Linked DNA regions of Mus musculus: region 2 is linked to region 1. Evidence: chromatin contacts called from public HiChIP or PLAC-seq data. All regions are on one chromosome and are shown on one strand. Each heading gives the region's core, a stretch centred on a gene start, on an enhancer-like site or on the middle of the called end of the contact. The rest is flanking DNA. Distances are from core to core; before and after follow the strand shown. Region 1 holds the start of Snu13 (SNU13 homolog, small nuclear ribonucleoprotein (U4/U6.U5)). Region 2 overlaps Srebf2 (sterol regulatory element binding factor 2).

What was found. HiChIP or PLAC-seq counts read pairs in DNA pulled down with a chosen protein or histone mark.
Region 2: an H3K4me3 HiChIP or PLAC-seq map of the SCID.adh cell line shows a contact between it and region 1, with 20 read pairs. The contact joins the enhancer-like site here to the promoter of Snu13 in region 1. A contact is called at or near these places in 9 of 39 promoter capture datasets (the 3T3-L1 cell line, the C10 cell line, the HPC-7 cell line and 4 more), 4 of 484 Hi-C or Micro-C datasets (CD8 T cells, Th1 cells, nephron progenitors and 1 more), 9 of 115 datasets of contacts at active chromatin or transcription factors (the 230-238 cell line, the SCID.adh cell line, T-cell acute lymphoblastic leukemia and 4 more) and 2 of 9 other capture datasets (adipose tissue and liver).

Annotation. Positions count from the first base shown.
Region 1 is chr15:82,045,948-82,049,089 of GRCm38.p6, reverse strand. It overlaps Snu13 (SNU13 homolog, small nuclear ribonucleoprotein (U4/U6.U5)), which reads left to right and starts at 1,492. Exons shown (of 3, transcript NM_011482.4): 1 at 1,492-1,603. The coding sequence starts at 1,601.
Region 2 is chr15:82,162,766-82,165,907 of GRCm38.p6, reverse strand. All of the region lies in intron 1 of Srebf2 (sterol regulatory element binding factor 2), which reads right to left. Among named protein-coding and RNA genes, the nearest start is that of Srebf2, 17 kb to the right of the region's middle. Within about 2 kb of position 1,722, at least 150 of the 459 cell types and tissues checked have an H3K27ac peak or open chromatin away from gene starts, as enhancers often do. A contact at or near this core is called in the 230-238 cell line, CD8 T cells, the HPC-7 cell line and 7 more, where this site is marked.

The sequences.
Region 1 (3,142 bases), core at 243-2,742:
TTCTCTGTGTAGCCCTGGCTGTCCTGGAACTTACTCTGTAGACCAGGCTGGCCTTGAACTCACAGAGATCTGCCTGCCTCTGCCACCCAAGTGCTGGGATCAAAGGCATGCGCCACCATTGCCCTGATCAATATTCTTAAAAAGTGTCTCTTATGTGTGATTGTTTGCCTGCATGCAAGTCTGTGCATCACAGTGCCCATGGATGCTAGAAGAGGCAGTTGAATCTTTCTGTAACTGGAGTCACAAGTGTTGTCAGTTGCCATGTGGGTGTTGGGAATTGAACCCATATCCTATAGAAGAGCAGCCAGTGTGCTGAACCAGGGAGGCATCTCGCCAGTCTCTAGAAATGTTCCCTCCTGTTGGCAGTTTGAATCCATGTGGTTGCCTGACCCCCAATGCTAAAAATCTCAAGGTCCGGTTTTAGCTTTGCCACTGTTTGATTCCTGACAGTGGGCAGGCTTCCCTTCTTTACACTTTGTTCTCATCTGTAAAAATGAGGAACTATTTTGTAAGGCTCTTAAAGGTCCTCCCAGTTCTCAGCTCTACAGTTGTGACACAATGAGCTGAAATTGGCTCTAATGGTGGGGTCTGGGCTAGATCCAAATAGCCCCAAGATGTGTTTGGCATCATGTTGGAAAAGACTGAGAAGCCACGAGGATCACGGAAGAGCTCATGGGAGGGAGCGCTAGACTTGAGTTTATCCTTTCATAACGAAGTTTTGGTGCATCACTAAGAAAGGGGCAAGATGCTCAGAAGAAGGAAGCAGGTGTCCTACATAATTACTCCAAACACAACCTCCCTGTCATTCACTAACTAGCCCCCTAGTCCAATGGCTCTTGACCTACCCATTGCTGCAGCTCTTTAATACAGTTCATGTTGTGGTGACCCCCAACCATAAAATTACTTTCGTTGCTACTTCATAACTGTAATCTTGCTACTGTTATGAATCGTGTCTTCCGATGGTCTTCGGCGGCCCCTGGGAAAGGGTCTTTTGACACACACTCCCCAAGAGACTCACAACCACTGCATTATTCCAGCTAATTGTAGAAATCAACCTCCGCCTGAGAGGATGGTTTTGAAAAGGGTACACTATGTACTCAGAAAAAAAAAAAAAAAAAAAAAAAAAAAAAAAGCCTGGCGTGGTGGCGCATGCCTTTAATCCCTGCACTTGGGAGGCAGAGGCAGGTGGATTTCTGAGTTCGAGGGCAGCCTGGTCTACAAAGCGAGTTCCAGGACAGCCAGGGCTGCACAGAGAAACCCTGTCTCGAAAAAAAAAAAAAAGCCTGGTTATGAAATGGCAACCCTCACAACCCGTTGTACTAGTGTGCCACTTCCCGAGTGGTTTATTCACAATCTTTTGCCGATCCTAACTAGAACGCTAATAAAATCTGAAAAAACGCATCTCCCACATCCAAAGATGACTTCAGCACTCTCTTCTTCCGGGAAGGGGGCGGGACGCCGTCATTGCGCGCGCTCTGTGGCGTCACTTCCGCTTCCTGCCGCTTCTGAAGTGATTTCCGCTCCTTTTTCCTGCGCGGCGTTTCAGTCCCTCTTGAGTTGGGCTGTCGTCGAGTCGCGGCGAGACCGGCGCACCGCAGCCATGGTGAGTGAGCGCGGCGGGCCGCAAGCACGGGGAGCGCGGGCCGCGGGCCCTGTTCGCTGCGTCTTGGGGGAGGTGGAGCGCGTGCGACATGTCGCCCGCCCCGAGATGGCCGACCTCCAGGCCCGGGGCTGGAACTCCGGCGGCCCGCGAGGTCGTTCCTGGGGCGGCGGAGTGGAGATCCCGGGCAGCTGAGGTCCCAGGTCGCTGCGGCCCGGTGGGCTTTGCAGCCGTGGGCGTGCCCAGAGGCCGCGGCGAGGGGACAGGCATGGCGCAGCGTGGGAAAATGAGCGCCCCACGTGGGATGGTGAACGCGTGTGGAAGCCCGTCTGTTCTCCTTCTCGTTTTCTTTCTCTTTTCTTTTTAAACACTGGGGGATGAGGTGAAATCCCGGGATGCGAGGCACTCACTACCCACGTCTTCTCCACTCCCGGGGTTGAGGAAGGGGATCGCCGTGGGGTCCGCAGCCAGGGTCTGTCGGGAACTAAGACTTAGGGAATTCGGGGGCGCTTTTTGGTTTAGTTTGTTTTTAGGGGCTCATGGAGCCCTGGTTGGCCTTGGAACTCTGTAAACTAAGCTGGCCTTGAGCTCTCAAGAGATCTGCCTCACCAGTGCTGGGATTAAAGGCGCGTACCATCGCGCCCTCCGGACTAGGTAACCACCACCACCCCACCCTCGCCTCCTTTTTTAAATTTGGGGTCACATGGAATGTGAAGGAAGCTCAGGAAAGGCTCCCACCATGAGAGCGACCGACGCCTTCAGAAATCCGTGGTCCTGGTAGCCCCACGTGGGATGATAGCGTTTGAGCGTCTCCACTTTGTGATGGTGTACAGGGCTCCGTTTGGCTGAGCCCTTTCAGGCCTGGTGCGATTTCATCCAGCCCTTGGGTGGTCGGCTTTGTTTTCGTGCTCCCACCCCTGAGGTTTAGCAACTACTGACCGAGTCTAGAGTTTGAGAGAGAGAGAGTGGCTGAGCCAGTGTTGAACCAGGGAAGAGTTTTGAAGTGCGGTGCTCTTGGTGAACTCTGCAGCAGTTTGTCTAGGCTGGGAAGTGGGGACAACGGGTCGCTTGTAGCAGGCGGAGTACAAACATGCATCGCTTAAGGACGGGCGAGTTCTGGCTTTGGACATGAGATCTCCCTGCCTTGGCCGGCCTCCAGAATGCTGGGCTTACAGGTGTGTGCCACTACACCAAGGCTGGTCAGTCATCATTCTTGGATCCTCCTGATTAGACCAGGAGGCTGCTGCCATAGCAGATGTACTGCTTGCAGTAACGTTTCTCTAATACACAAAACCAGGAAATATAGACTAGTAACAGAGCAGTAACATCAAACACTACATAATTCGATGTACCACCGATTACAACTATCCTACAGTTGATGAGTTTACAACATTAATAAGGTGTTTAGCTAGAACTTAAGGCTGCTAGTATCACTGGCTTCTTTTCAGCTCTGTTGGAATTTTAGGTTAAACATGCCCTTGTTGACAGAGTCATTTTTAGGCACTATTTGTCAAATCAAAAATCTTGTATGTTTCACTGTCA
Region 2 (3,142 bases), core at 473-2,972, 120 kb before region 1:
GTACGGCCAGGGCTCTCTGCCACTAATCCATCACTTCAGGCTCCTGATCAGATTAATTTTGATTAGGAGTACATCCAAAGCGCCCCAGATGGAGTAACAATGTGTTCAAATGACACAGTCAGCTAATAGTCCTATGGGTATTTGTTGTCTAGCCCAGAGAGGTAAGAGAAGAACTGGTTTACAGAGGTCATTACTCTGTTTAGGGGAGTGAGGGTGGGGTAGGATGAAGAGTTTAGCCAGGGTCTTACTGTATAACTTACCACATAACTCAGGGTTTACCATACTGCCAAAGCTGGTCTCCTCAGACCTTAGACTACAGTGAGTGACTGCACAGAGCAAAGGTCACTTATTCTTATTGTATGGGGGTTTTCCCTGAATGTGTCTGAGCACCACGTACATGCAGTACCCACAGAGGACAGAAGAGGGCGCTGGATCCCCTGGAGTTACAGACTGTTTTACTAGCTGCCATGTGGCTGGGGTGTCCTCTGCAAGCCCCACTACTTATTTTTTCAATACATATTTTATTAATTCGTTGAGACATTAGTACAATGTTATTCTTACACTTTATATTTATTATGAATGTTGTTAGATAATATGTTTTATTTTTGAGTTATATTTATTTACGGGGCAGGGGGAGCTTGTGTATACCAAGGCACATGTATAAAGAGGTAGGGGTGAGTCAGTTTTCTCTTCCCGCCGTGTGTGCTCTAGTGATGGGACGCGGGCCATCAGCCTTGGTGACAAGTGCCTTTACCTGCTAAGGCATCTTGCCAGCTCTAGACAATTTTTAAAATCATGAAAGGAATAATATATTTATTATAAACAAATTTAGAAAATAGACCGGATGGTGGTGGTGCACACCTTTAATCCCAGTGCTTAGGAAGCAGAGGCCAGCCTGATCCGCAGTTTCACCATAGCCAGAGCTAGACAGAGAAACCCTGTCTTGAAAAAACAAGAGGAGGAGGAGGAGAAGGAGGAAGAAGATGATAAGGAGGAGGAAGATGAGGAGATAGAAGAGGAGGAGAAGGAGAAGGAGGCGGTGGCCTGGTTCAGTGTGTAAGAGTGTTTGCTCTGTGAATATGAGAACCTGAGTTCAAATCCCCAGCACTCATACAAAAAGCCGGGCGTGGCTGAGTGTGCTTATGACTCACAGCTGACCCCCAGTTCAGTAAGTTACTCTATAACTTACCATATAACTTGGCGTTTACCATGCCGCCAAGGCTACATGCTTTGCTCTGGCTTCCACTATCAGCACATTCACATGCCTACACCCCACCCCCAAGAGAAAAAGCACACAAGAAACCTAGAGCAACTCAATGTGGCCTCCTAGTTCTCTCTGTCCGGCTCTCTCCTCCTTTCCCAGGCACCCAGAAGGCACCTCTGCAGTTCGGGGTGGGAGGGGTGGGGAGGGGGGGTGGGGAGGGAATGAAGTACTGACTTCTCCAGTCTCCATAGCCCAAGGCTGGAGCCCGTTCAACTGTCTCACCCAGAAGAGCTATTTTCAATAGGACTTTCCACAGGTTTTCTTCTCTGCCACAGGTTCACCCTAAGACTGACTGTTTCAAAGCTTCTCTCTATGGCACCTTATCACTCCACCCCACACCCTGTTTTCAATTCAACTAGTCTTCTGTCAGACACCAATCACCATCTGACCTGCACAGCCATTGTTCAAACAAGACGCCTGGAACTAGAGTTACAAATGGTTGTGCGCTGCCTCCTAGTGCAGGCCACTGAACGCAGGCCCTCTACAGACCAGCAAGTGCTCTGAACTGCTGAGCCACCTGCCAGCTACAAACCACATTTCAGCCCTTCTTGCAAATTGTTCTCTCTTTATTTAAGAAGCGTGAACATCTGTCTGTCCAGCTTATGTGGGTGCTCCAGGGGACCAGTTAGATTCCCCCTTGAGCTCAAGTTAGTTACAGATGGTTGTAGGTGCTTGGAACTGAATTTTGGTCCTCTGAGCCATTTCTCGGCCCTGCCCAGTCCTGAGCCCTCCAACACCCACAGCTTTCTTTCACTTCCCACTCACCTAGCCTTCAAAGATACCCACTTCTCTTTCTGCACCAGTTTGGGGTTGGTGAGTCATTCTCAGAGTAAGACCACCATGTCCTTTCTGCTAAGATCACCTTTATTCTTTCTCTATGCTGGCTCACCATCCTACTTAAAGGCTTTCGCCAAGGACTCGACACCTCTCGTCCAGCTATCTGAGAGCTCCTGAACACAAGGTTCCATTTAGAAGAACCTAGGCTGGAGATAGCTTAGCGGTATAGCAGCTGACTAACACCCAGAGTCCCAGGTTCCACAAGCAGAAGACATCAGAGCCAGCTGTGATGACCCATGTGCACCATTCCGGCATTCAAGAGGCTGAGGCACACAGCAGCAACCAACGAGGGCTGGAGAGATGCCTCAGTGGCTGAGCACACAGGCTGCTTGCTCTTTCAAAGGATGTTTCCTGGGTCTGATTCGCAGCACCTACATGGTGGCTCATAACCTGCAACTCCAGTCTCAAGATGTACCCGCCTCTGTGGGTAACAGGTATGGACACGGTGCACACACATACATGCAGTGCACTTATATGCAGGAAAAACACTCATACCCATAAAATAAATCTCTTGTTTAAAAGTTAAAGGAATAAAGGAGGGCCAGCAAGATGGCCTGGTGAATGAGGAAGTCTGTCACAAAGCCTGGTGACCTGAGCTGATCCTTGGAATGCCTGTGGTGGAGGGGAGAACTGACCCGTGTCCCCCCACATACAGAAATCATTTAAATAATTTTTAAAAAGCCATTACACTATTCATGTCTAAAAGAAAATTGTATTTTCTATTTAGAAATCATATGTATGCTTTATTTAAATTTATAGAAGGTGATTACAACTGGCCCTGTTAATTTATATTACTTTTATGTGGCTAACATAACAGTAACATGTGACACCCCCGTTCTTGGTGTGTGTAGGGTACTGAGATCCAGTCTCATGGACCCCAGGCTCTTTCTGAACTCCTTATGGAGCTGAAGAGGACCCTGAAGGCTCCCGTCCCACCTCCTGAGTACAAACATTACACACATGTGTCACCACGCCTGGCTTCTAGCCATTTATTTTCTGTTTGTTTGTTTGGTTGGTTTTATCTGTTTTCTTTTTTTGAGA